Regions from separate parts of the Ovis aries genome. Here region 2 is linked to region 1. The links are chromatin contacts, called in public Hi-C maps. All regions are on one chromosome and are shown on one strand. The core of a region is the stretch at or near the end of the contact, and the rest is flanking DNA. Distances in the headings are between cores, read along the strand shown.

The links. Hi-C and Micro-C count contacts between places; a contact is called where the count stands out from the background.
Region 2: a Hi-C map of skin fibroblasts shows a contact between it and region 1, with 2.0 times the contacts expected there. The contact joins the promoter of TPBGL here to the enhancer-like site in region 1. A contact is called at or near these places in 11 of 16 Hi-C or Micro-C datasets (blood, hypothalamus, liver and 6 more).

The regions. Positions count from the first base shown.
Region 1 is chr15:52,908,538-52,913,818 of ARS-UI_Ramb_v3.0, reverse strand. It overlaps XRRA1 (X-ray radiation resistance associated 1), which reads left to right. Exons shown (of 19, transcript XM_060400020.1): 8 at 81-214. Among named protein-coding and RNA genes, the nearest start is that of SPCS2, 32 kb to the left of the region's middle. Within about 2 kb of position 2,673, at least 3 of the 54 cell types and tissues checked have an H3K27ac peak or open chromatin away from gene starts, as enhancers often do.
Region 2 is chr15:53,185,716-53,190,996 of ARS-UI_Ramb_v3.0, reverse strand. TPBGL (trophoblast glycoprotein like) reads right to left here and starts at 2,976. Exons shown (of 1, transcript XM_015100809.4): 1 at 1-2,976. The coding sequence starts at 2,713. The coding sequence ends at 1,544.

The sequences.
Region 1 (5,281 bases), core at 1,424-3,923:
AGCCACCTCCCACCTCATGTATGAGCATGATTATCACGAGGAGTGCTTCTGCTTCTCTGTCTTCTATCTTTGCACCATAGTTCCTGGACCTTTCCTTCAACAGCCTGACGGCGGAGGCCATCTGTGACCTGGGGATTCTGCCACACCTCCGTGTCCTGCTCCTCACAGGCAATGGCCTCACCTCTCTGCCACCCAGTTTGGCTGTTGCAGAGCAGTAAGTCCCAGAGTACAAGTATCCAAAGAAATAGTCCAAAGCAGTTCTAAAGGGCTGTAAGGACAGACTGTGAGTGTTCAAAGCCGGGAGAATGCCACCTACTAAAGCTCCCAGTAAAGGTACCAGTAAAAGCAAAGCCCCAAGAGTTGGGGAGGCCTCAGCTAGGGAGTCCACACCCCTCCCCAATAGGGAGTGACACGGGTGTCTGCACGTCACTGTCGTTTCCTCTGATTGCTCATTCGTAAGCTGTGGCTATTGCTCTTGCCAGATTATTTCCCTTCATGAACCCTCTAAATAAGCTTTGCATATTTCCATTCTGCACATTTGCTGAGGCTGTGCCTTCTGGCCAGAATGTACTGGCCCTTTCTCTCTTAATAGTAATACATGTGTAATGCTTACTATGTGTCAGATACTGTTCTGACACTCTTCGGTTCAGTTCAGTCACTCAGTTGTGTCCGACTCTTTGCAACCCCATGAATCACAGCACGCCAGGCGTCCTTGTCCATCACCAGCTCCTGGAGTTCAGATTCATGTCCGTCGAGTTAGTGATGCCATCCAGCCATCTCATCCTCTGTCGTCCCCTTCTCCTCCTGCCCCCAATCCCTCCCAGCATCAAAGTCTTCTCCAATAAGTCAACTCTTCGCATGAGGTGGCCAAAGTACTGGAGTTTCAGCTTCAGCATCATTCCTTCCAAAGAAATCCCAGGGTTGATCTCCTTCAGAATGGACTGGTTGGATCTCTTTGCAGTCCAAGGGACTCTCAAGAGTCTTCTCCAACACCACAGTTCAAAAGCATCAGTTCTTCGGTGCTCTGCCGTCTTCACAGTCCAACTCTCACATCCATACATGACTACTGGAAAAACCATAGCCTTGACTAGACACTCTTAATATATACTAACTAATTTAATCCTCACAGCCCTATGAGGTAAGTGCCCTATTATCATCACCCTCATTTTATAGATGAGGAAATTGAGGCACAGGTAAATTAAATAACTCAACCAGAGTTACAAAGCCAAGTCGCAGAGGCAGAATTTGAACCAAGTCCATCTGACTCCAGAGAGCAGGCTTATGACCATTACTTTCTCATGTTGCTTCTGTACATATTCCAAGGGCTACCTTAGACTGTCCTCTTTCCCTATCAGAAGCCTTTCTATCTTAAGGCTTAAGAGCTTTCTGTCCTAAGGCTTTCTATCTTAAGGCAACATTAAGTACATTCACACTGTTGGGCAACCATCACAATCATCCCAGTCCAGAACTCTGTTCACCTTGCAGAAATTCCATCAACTTTGACTAATGGACATGACGCTTTTAAGAGGAATATCAGATAATTCTTTGGATTCCAAAGATATTCCTTTTTGCCCTCAAGGTAGAGCAGCAATCATACTTACTTCTGATAATTGGTATCAGTCACCTAGCCAATATAATAAACCCCTCTTTCCCTGCCTGTTGGTTCAGTGGAATAAAGAACCCAAGAGGCCAGCATTAAACTTAACTTCCAGTTAAGTCGAACTATTTTTGTGTCCCCTGTAAAAGTATTCCTCCCAAGGAAACTCAGAGCTCTAACTTAGGAACTCAGAGCTGCAGGAATTAGAAGCAAATTGTAAGAGGAGCTGCTTTCATTTTCATTCATTCATTCCTAGGCCCTTATGATCCAGTATGAGAAAAACAGAATCAGTTTTAGTTGCTAGTTTATGTGATACTCCATCCTGTAAGTCAGCATCCAACCTCACAGTGGGTAGTCTCCTAGCTAGTGGAATAAATAAGTTGTCAGAAGACTGTTTTACAGTTCTGTTAGGTCAGCTAGTCCTGTGTGATGGAGTACATGGCAAAAAATTAAACTCCATGTCCTTGAGTCCATTATTGTACTTCTTTGCAATGAAATGTGTTCCATGGTTAAAAACAATGTTATGTGTACTATTTAAATAATGAATAAGACGTTCTGTAAATCCACAGATTGTGATGCTTGGCAGAACACTGTGGTTAGGCAGAGAAAATCCATGTCTCAAATACATACATATTTCAGTAAGAAAAAAAAAATCACTGCTCCTTTTATGAAAGTAAACGTCCACTCTAGTCATCCTTCTACTGGATGGCTAATCCTCCTAGAAATAGTGCCATGTTAGCAACTCAGCATTAGCCTCTGTTATTGGCAGGTTGGGTGTTCAACAGGACTGGTAGCCAAATGAACTTTGTGGAGGGGAAGTATGTAGTTTTCTTCCCTGCTGCCAAGGCCATTTTGCAAGTAGCAGGGTATCTAACTGACATTCATGGAATGGGTCATCTTGTTCACCTGATCATCGAGAGTCTTCTCTGAAGTGGATAGTCTTTGTGAGAATTCACACGAGATACAAATAATTCTCATCCTATTCATTCTGAGAGGTCCATTCACATAATTCTCCCTCAGTCCTCCCTGTCAGCAGTTTTACATTATGGTTTCCAAGCTTTGACTCATCAGCTAAACCACTGCCCATGAATCAGCACAGACCTGCACTTTTGGCTATCTCACCAACCAAGGAAAATGAACAGTCAGATCTATTGTTCTGGGTTTTATCTCTTGGGAGGATTTCTCCTCCCCTGTCTTTCAGAGCCACCTTTGTATGGAGCTATAATCCTGCAACAGTCTGGTTTTGGTTAGTATCAGCATATCATGCAAAACCATTTGTAAATCCAGTTGCATATTGTTTTCCTGCACCCAGTGGTCCTAGAACATTAGTTATGGGTTGACGGAGAAGAAACAGTACAGCAGGAGTAGGCATCATAGAAATCTAAGCAATGTTAATTCATTCAACTTTCCAGATTTGCTTGAGCTGATCTCCAGTATTATTTTCATGTGCTGAGAAAGTTCTGAACATTCAGGTCATGATGCACAGCTTAGTAAATGTGGTCACCTTAGTGAACTGTGGTCAGGTATTCGGTCTCTACCAACATGCAGGAGTAAGCCAGAAGCTGTTTTTCAAAAGGAAAATAGTTACATGAAGAATAGAGCATAACTTTGCTCAAAATATGATTCTGTAATTGATGCCTTACAAAGGCTGTATTCATAGAATGAGTGACCATTCACTCTATTTTTCATCCAAACCAGGAACATCGTTGAGAGGGAAAAGCATCACTATTAATTATATGGTGATAACAGGCGAAAATTTAAACTGTCCTTGAAAACCAGCATATATGGTAACCCTATCTATACAGCCTTAGACAGAACACAGTTGGACCTGCTAAGTCATAATACCCAATACCCTTGGTAAATTACATAATGCCCAGAGAGCAACTTGCATGGCAATTGGGCCTGTTGCAGAGCCTTGCCTTGCTCTTCCTACACAAAACTAGCAGCCTCAGTAAATGGATCAGAACAGCACAAATATTTTATGTGTGGCTGCCCCCCCCCAAAAAAAAGCCAACAAAGCTTTGTAACTTTTTCTTAGTAGAAGGCAGTGAAAGATGTCTTTCACATTGGAGGTATATTCCAACATGCTCCAGATACCTGGACATCAAGAACATTAATCACGGTGTCAGTTTCTTGAATTTTTGTAAGGTTTACCTCCATCCCGTGGCACAATCCATACTGATGTATCTAAAGTATTTTAATTTCCTGCCCTTTAGCTCCAGTCAACATAGTGTTCTGTGGAATACCAAAATAATCAAGATTTCCAAGGATTAGGTTATGATAGAGCTAAAGAATTAAGGTAGCCCCCCAGGGAAGAGAACAAAGGTATACTGCTGTCCCTGTCAGGTGAAAGCAGACTGCTTCTGGTGGTTCTTGTTCATTAATAAAGTAACATCTGGAACATCCTTAGCTATATCACAAGTTCTAGGGGCTGTGTTGATGTGCTACAGTAAGAAGAGTTCACATAGGGAACAGTGGCTGAAATTGGAGTATCACAAGTTCTAGGGGCTGTGTTGATGTGCTACAGTAAGAAGAGTTCACATAGGGAACAGTGGCTGAAATTGGAGTCACCGTGTGATTGAGTAATTTACAGTCATTCTTTGAGACCTGTCTTCTGCACAAGTCAAATAAACAAGATAAACAGGGACGTTATAGGACTCATCATCCTTCTACCTTTCCAGTCTTTAGTGTTTGCAGTAATCTCTGCAGTTACCTCAGAGATGTAGAATTATCTTTGATTTACCGTTTTGGAAGCAAAATTCCTAGGGCTTCAGTTTGGCCCTTCCTATTATAATAGGCCTCATGTTATTGGTCAGTAAAAAAAGTGTGATTATTTTGTCAGTGGCTTAGTGCATCTTTTCTAATGATGTAAGAACTGGGGAGATAACCACAAAGTAGGTTTGTGAGTTTACCAGGTCCCTTCACCTGCTAAATTTCCATTCTTCCTTTGAATCATCACACTTGCCCACTTTTGGTATGGACCACCATGCCTTTCATACCCCAGACTTAGCACCAATTTGCAGATATTTTCTAGTTATATTTGAAAGCGTTCATTAGCATTCTCTATATTGTTGGAAACGTTCTATAGCTTCATTGTCCAGTATGGTAGCCACTAGTCATATTGAGCACTTGAAATGTGGTTAGTGTGACTGAGGAGCTGAATATTTCATTTTATTAAAGTTTGATTAGTTTTAATTTAAATGTAGATAGTCAGGAACTGAATGAGAAATGATGACTCCCCCTGTGGGCAACTCAAATCACTTTTTTTCCTCACCAGATCTAGAGTTCTTTTGGCTATATAGGTCACCAAAATCAGCTTAATTCATTTACAGAAATTGAAGTTGTTTGAAGCTAGTCTTCGGTCCCTGCAAGGATCACAGTTTTCTAGTTCACACTTCCTTTTTGGATTTAGTCTTCCATTGCCCTAACTTAAAACAGGGCCAGTTGATTGGGGCTCCCTTTCTATGACATACTCTGGACCCCAGTTTTTGACCTCCTGGACTAGCAAGGTTGTCAGAATCTCTGCTTAGCTTCTCAGCCACTTCTGGAGTCAGCAGAGAGCCCTAGGCAAAAAGTGGCCCCAAATGTTACATGATTCCCTTCAAGTTTTCTCCTTCTTCCAAATCTTGGTGCCCTAAATTTTCACAGCTTATTAGTTCCCAGATGCCCTAAAGAAGATTGTCT
Region 2 (5,281 bases), core at 1,727-4,226, 280 kb before region 1:
TATTGCAGACTTTATAGAAAACTGCCCAAAGGAGATCCAGATTTCTAGGGGGAGAGGCCTCAAGCCAGTATGTTGGAGGAGGGTGACTTCCTGTGTGCAGAGGCAGCACAGGCCAGCCATTCTGCTTGACCTAGGGGTGGGAGTCAGGGAGAGGCAGCCCCCTCCCACTCCCAATTGTGCTTTGGGATCATGCAGAAGGCAGGGTGCTGAGGCTCTGACCCTGGACAGGAGGGCTTGTGCCTGAGACAGGAAGAGAGGCCCCCTTCCTCTTCCAGAAGTCATATGGGGCAGGGGATGGGCAAGGATGGTGAGGTGGCAGCAAGGAAACTTCAGGGGAGAAGAGTCACATGGGTGGGAAAGAGGATGTGGCCAACAGCTCCCAGCCCTTCAGAGCCTCCTCTTCCACCCCTCTCTGTGGGCACAAAGGTGAGCTGACCCAGGTTCTAAGGCCAGCCCATCTACTTTGCACCCCCAGGACTCTCTCCTCCAGGATCTCTCATGAGGATCTGCTAGCATGGTTGGGGGGGAGCGGTGCTTGGCACCTGCCTGTTTTTCAAGGCTAGAGAGCTCATCCTAAGAGGAAAGGGGGGTGGGCATCTCCCAGGGATGGAGTCCTCACTGGACCTGACCCAGTGAGTGGCAGGTGTGGGTACTGAGTGCAAGCGATGGGTGTAGAGAGAACTGAGAGCCCAAAACTTGGGTAAAGGGATTTAACTCAGACCAGGGTAAAGAGCTGAGAGTCTCAAATTGGGAACAAGGACTGAGTATTAGGGTATGAGAACCCAAAGTGGGAAACGCTGAGGATCAGCTCCACACTAAGGGTTTAACGAGGTGTCCTTGTCCCTGTGATGGCAGAGTTAGGAGCTGAGTGCCAAGCCTGGGCCAAGGAGGGGCTTGAGCTCGAGCTGAGGCGGTGGGTGGTATGAAATACATCTTCAGATAGGGGGAGGGTGCCCAGCCCTCAGAGCCCCCAGATGTAGGTCTGTATGCAGGATGAGCGGGTAAAAGAAAAAAGGCTCAAAGTCCACAAAAACCTTCTGAAGGGGGTGCTCTGATTCTGAGACTAGAATGGGATGTGAGGGCCCCTGAGCACTAGAAGGGAGCTGAGGGCTGCAAGCTGGAGTGTAGTTTAGGGGGGGGTGTTTCCTGCTGAGAGGTCTGGGTTCAACGCACAGGGTGGTGGAAGCAGTCTCAGGGGCTTGGGATAGAAGGACAGGGTCTCCGAGTGAGTCCTAAAAGGGGGAAGGGGCTTCGGGTGGTTCAGGAGGGCTTTCAGAGCCTGGGATGAGTGGATGGGGGTGGTTCTGGAATCAGAAGAGGGTGTCTCTGGGTCTTCGATGGTGACAGCTCTCAGAAGCTGGGGAGAAGGGGTACAGCTCCAGGCCTCTGGGTTGGGGAGATGCCATAATCCAAAGGTCTCAGGGCAGGGGCAGGTCTCAAAGCCTCAAGCTCGCGGGTGCCCCATACCCACGGTCTCGGGCGAGGTGGCCTCAGTAAGGTCATCAGCTGGCAGGGGCAGTCCCCAAGTCAGAACAGCCGAAGCTCAGAGGCCCGAACCCGGGGAAGTGGCGCGTGAGCCAGTGGGCGCGGCCGGGGCGGGCGCGCGGCGCGGGTCGGCGTCCTGCTCGTAGCGGTAGTGGTAGCCCTCCATCTGGTCCCGGCACGCCTCGCGCAAGTTGCGCATCCAGCGCTGTATGCCGCGGCGGTTTAGGTAGAGCACCATAAGGAAGATGAGACCGATGAGCGCCAGAACCAGCCCGAAGAAGACGTAGGAGGCTTCCAGCTCCGGGCCGGCGACTTCCACTTCATCCCCGCGACCGTCGGCATCGCCGTCGGCGCAGCGCAGCTGCGTCTCGTCCAAGTCCAGGAAAGGCCGGTTGTGCAGCGCCCGCGGGGCGGCGCAGCGCAGGCGCCGCGCGTCGGGTACGCGCTCCGTGGCGTTGTGTAGCCAGGCCAGCAGGGGGCGCGCGGCGCAGCCGCAGCGCAGGGGGTTGTCCGCGAGCAGCAAGCGCGGAGCCGGGAGGCCGCCATCGCGTTCTAGCGCCCGCAGCTCGTCGGGGTCCAGGCCGGCCAGGGCGTTGAGGTGCACATCCAGCTGCTCCAGGCGCGGCCGGCGCAGAGCGGCGGGGGGCAGGCGGCTAAGCGCGTTGCCCGCCAGGCCCAGGAGGCGCAGCTCGTCGAGCGGAGCGAGCGCGGCGTCCAGCGCGGCCAGCAGTGCGGGGCCGCCCCGCGCCAGCGCGTGGTTGAGCTGCAGCGAGCGCAGCGCGGGCAGCCCGCGGAAGGCGCCGCCGCCCAGGGTGCGCAGCGGGTTGTGGCTCAGGTCGAGCGCCGTCAGGCTGGGTAGCCCGTCGAAGGCGCCGTCCTCCACCACCTCGATGTTGTTGTGCGTGAGGCGCAGAGCGGTCAGGTGCGGCAGGCGCACGCCGCCCTCCACCGCCTCCTCCCCGTCCGCGTCCCCGCCGGCGAAGGCGGCCGCGCGCAGCACCGTCAGGTTGGCGCCCACGATGGTGAGGTTGCGCGCGTCGGGCGGCACGTCCCGCGGCGGCTGCCGGAGCTCGGCGCCGGACGCGCAGCGCAACATCAGCTTGGGGCCGCCGAAGCAGTAGCACTGGAAGGGACAGGGCGCGGCGGGTCGGCTCAGCGCCGCCGCCACGAGCAGCAGCCCCGGCAGCAGCGGGCCCCTGTGCTCCGGCTGTCCCGCGCGCGGGGCCATCGCAGCTGCCCCCACATCCAGCGCCCGGGTCGCGGCGCTCACCAGTGAGTGCGGAGCGCCTCGGGGGCGGGGAGGGGGGCGGGTGGGGCAAGTCCTTGAGTCCGAGCGCCCGGCGGTGGTGGTCCTTCCGTCCGCTGGCTCTAGAGTCCGAGGAACCTTCACTTTCCTGGTTGGGGCGAGAGGGGACAGGCAGGGAGCGGAGCCCCCCGCCCCCGGTGCCCTCTTCGCCCTGCGCACCGGCCTCCGAGTTCCGCGGCCGCTCTGGGCTCAGAGCCGAGTGGGCAGGGTTTGCCTCCCCCCTCCCCGCCTCCCAGCCACCTCCTCCGCCCCCAGCGGTGTCTCCGCGCCCTCCTAGCGGAGAGGCGGGGTGGAAGGCTCCCGAGATCCAGGGCTGTGGGCTGCTGCTCTTGTCCCCCCCACCTTTCGGCTCCCGGACTGCTGTGAAGTTTGACTCTCCGAGGTTCTGACTTAGTTCCCTCTCATCTCCCCCACCCTCCGCGTTTAAGCTGGCTCCTTTCTCTTACCTCTCAGGCACGTGTGGGGCGGGGCGGGACCGGGCTGGGGAGAGCTGGCAGGTGGGTCAGCATCTCCAAGGGAGAATTTAGGGGCAGGATTTTAGAGTTCTTCCTCCAAGTGCAGGCAGGGATGAGGGGTCAGCTGGGAAAGTTCCTCGTTTTTCAGCTGCTTCCTAATTCCTGTGATCAAGGAGAGGGCGTGCTAGGAGAGGAAAATCCCCAGCCTCAGCCCCCTCTTCTGCGACCCCAGTTTCATCTGATCTGGCTCTGTCAGCATCCCTCCACGTTCCAGGAGACCTCCATCTTTTCCACCCCACCCCATCTACCCAAGGAAATCAAGACAACCCCCTTCTTCCTTCCACCCCTCCTCCCCCCAAGTCGCTGGCTGCTCCGCCAGGATTTCTTCCATCTGGTTTTCTCCACCAGGCTGGACTCCTCCCCCAAGCACTCTCCTAGGCCCTGGGACCTGGTGGGCGTGGTGATTAAGCTCTTTGCTGCCCCCCTCCTTGCCCCAGCACCTTGGACCCCTGCTTGATTGTCCTGGGTCTCAGGACCTTAGGGTTGTTGGATGACATCAGCTGCCCCTCCTCCTCTCCAGGGTACCCCACCTGTGAATGGGTAGGAGGGTTTGGGGCTCCAGATGTGGGGAGACCAGAAGCAGATTTTGCACTGTTGGAGTAGGGGGTCTCAGAAGGGACCAAGGCTGAGCTGTTTATAGGTTTGTTTTGCTCTGGATTCCCGCCCTCCCCCACCACCCCTCCAGGGAAGCTCCAGGCCTGATTTAAAGAGACAGGCTCCTGAGAAGGGAGCTCTCCTGGCCTTGGCATGAATTATTCAGGCTGTAGCAGTTGACACTTGATCCTCAGGCCCTTCTGGTATGAGCAGAGCTGGTTGGGATAAAGGCTCCCCCCAACCTAAGAAGCAGTCTGTTTCTCCTGAAATTAGGGATTGCTGGGTTCACTCCTTCCCTGAAAGTACATTTAACTGATCAACTGACAGATCAATACCACCTAAGGAGAGGCCTGGGTCTGAGACAGGGTTCAATACTGAAGTCCAGGGCTATTGATGCTGGGGGTGGGAGGAAGACCTCTCCTCCTTCCCACTCTCTCCCCTGTCCCTGCTGTCACTCCCAAGGTTTGGCAGATGAGAATAGCGACTTGCACATGCATATTGGACATGTCTTTTCAGAAGTGCGGTTGTATACTCACATGTATGCGTAGAAGCCAGCTTAACATGTAAGCAGGCCTAGGTATGTCCACATGTGAGCACATACACGCACTCATGCTCACTTGTGTGTGCCTACACATGCACAGGAAGGCTTGCATAAGCTTGCGCACAGTTCCAGGCAGGCTCAGATGTGCTTCTTACACGTACTTGCAGAAGCATTCATACGTGTGTACATGTGAACATAGATTTGAGTGCATTCTAGTATGTGTCCATAGATTCATAAGCACATACATATTTGAACATTCATACTTCTGGGCCCATGCAGGTGCCTGGGTGTGTTCTCAGAGGGACAAACTTAACAGACTTATGCAAGCACATGCATCCAGAGGTCGGCCAACACACTGAGCCCACTCCTGCCCTCCACCACACCCTTGGTCCATGGAGTTAACAGGGTGTGTTGTCTTTTCTTATATGGCACAAGAGCTCAAGCATGCCATGGACGCTGGGCCCTCAGCTGTTGCGTTCACCCCAGCCCTGGCCCATGTCAGCTCCAAGCCCCAGCTCTGACATCTTCCCCAGTGGGAGGCACTGGCTCTTCCTCATTGTTGTGTTTCTGGCACACTGACTAGCGCAAGAGACTGTGCAGTAAGTGTTTGTAAATGAATGAGTGAATGAAAAGGTCTTTGGTTTCCTGTCCTGCTGCGTACAGCCCCTTCAGGCTCCAGCCACTAAGACATCACAGGCCAGCCTTTAAGGCCCGCTCTCCCTTCTCAGGCCCCATAGTGGCTGGTTTCTGATTGGCTGATGGCCTCCAGGGGAAGCCCTGCAGGGGAGCCAACAGCTTTGGTGATGGGGGTGGGGATGTGTGTACATTTACTAGACACCT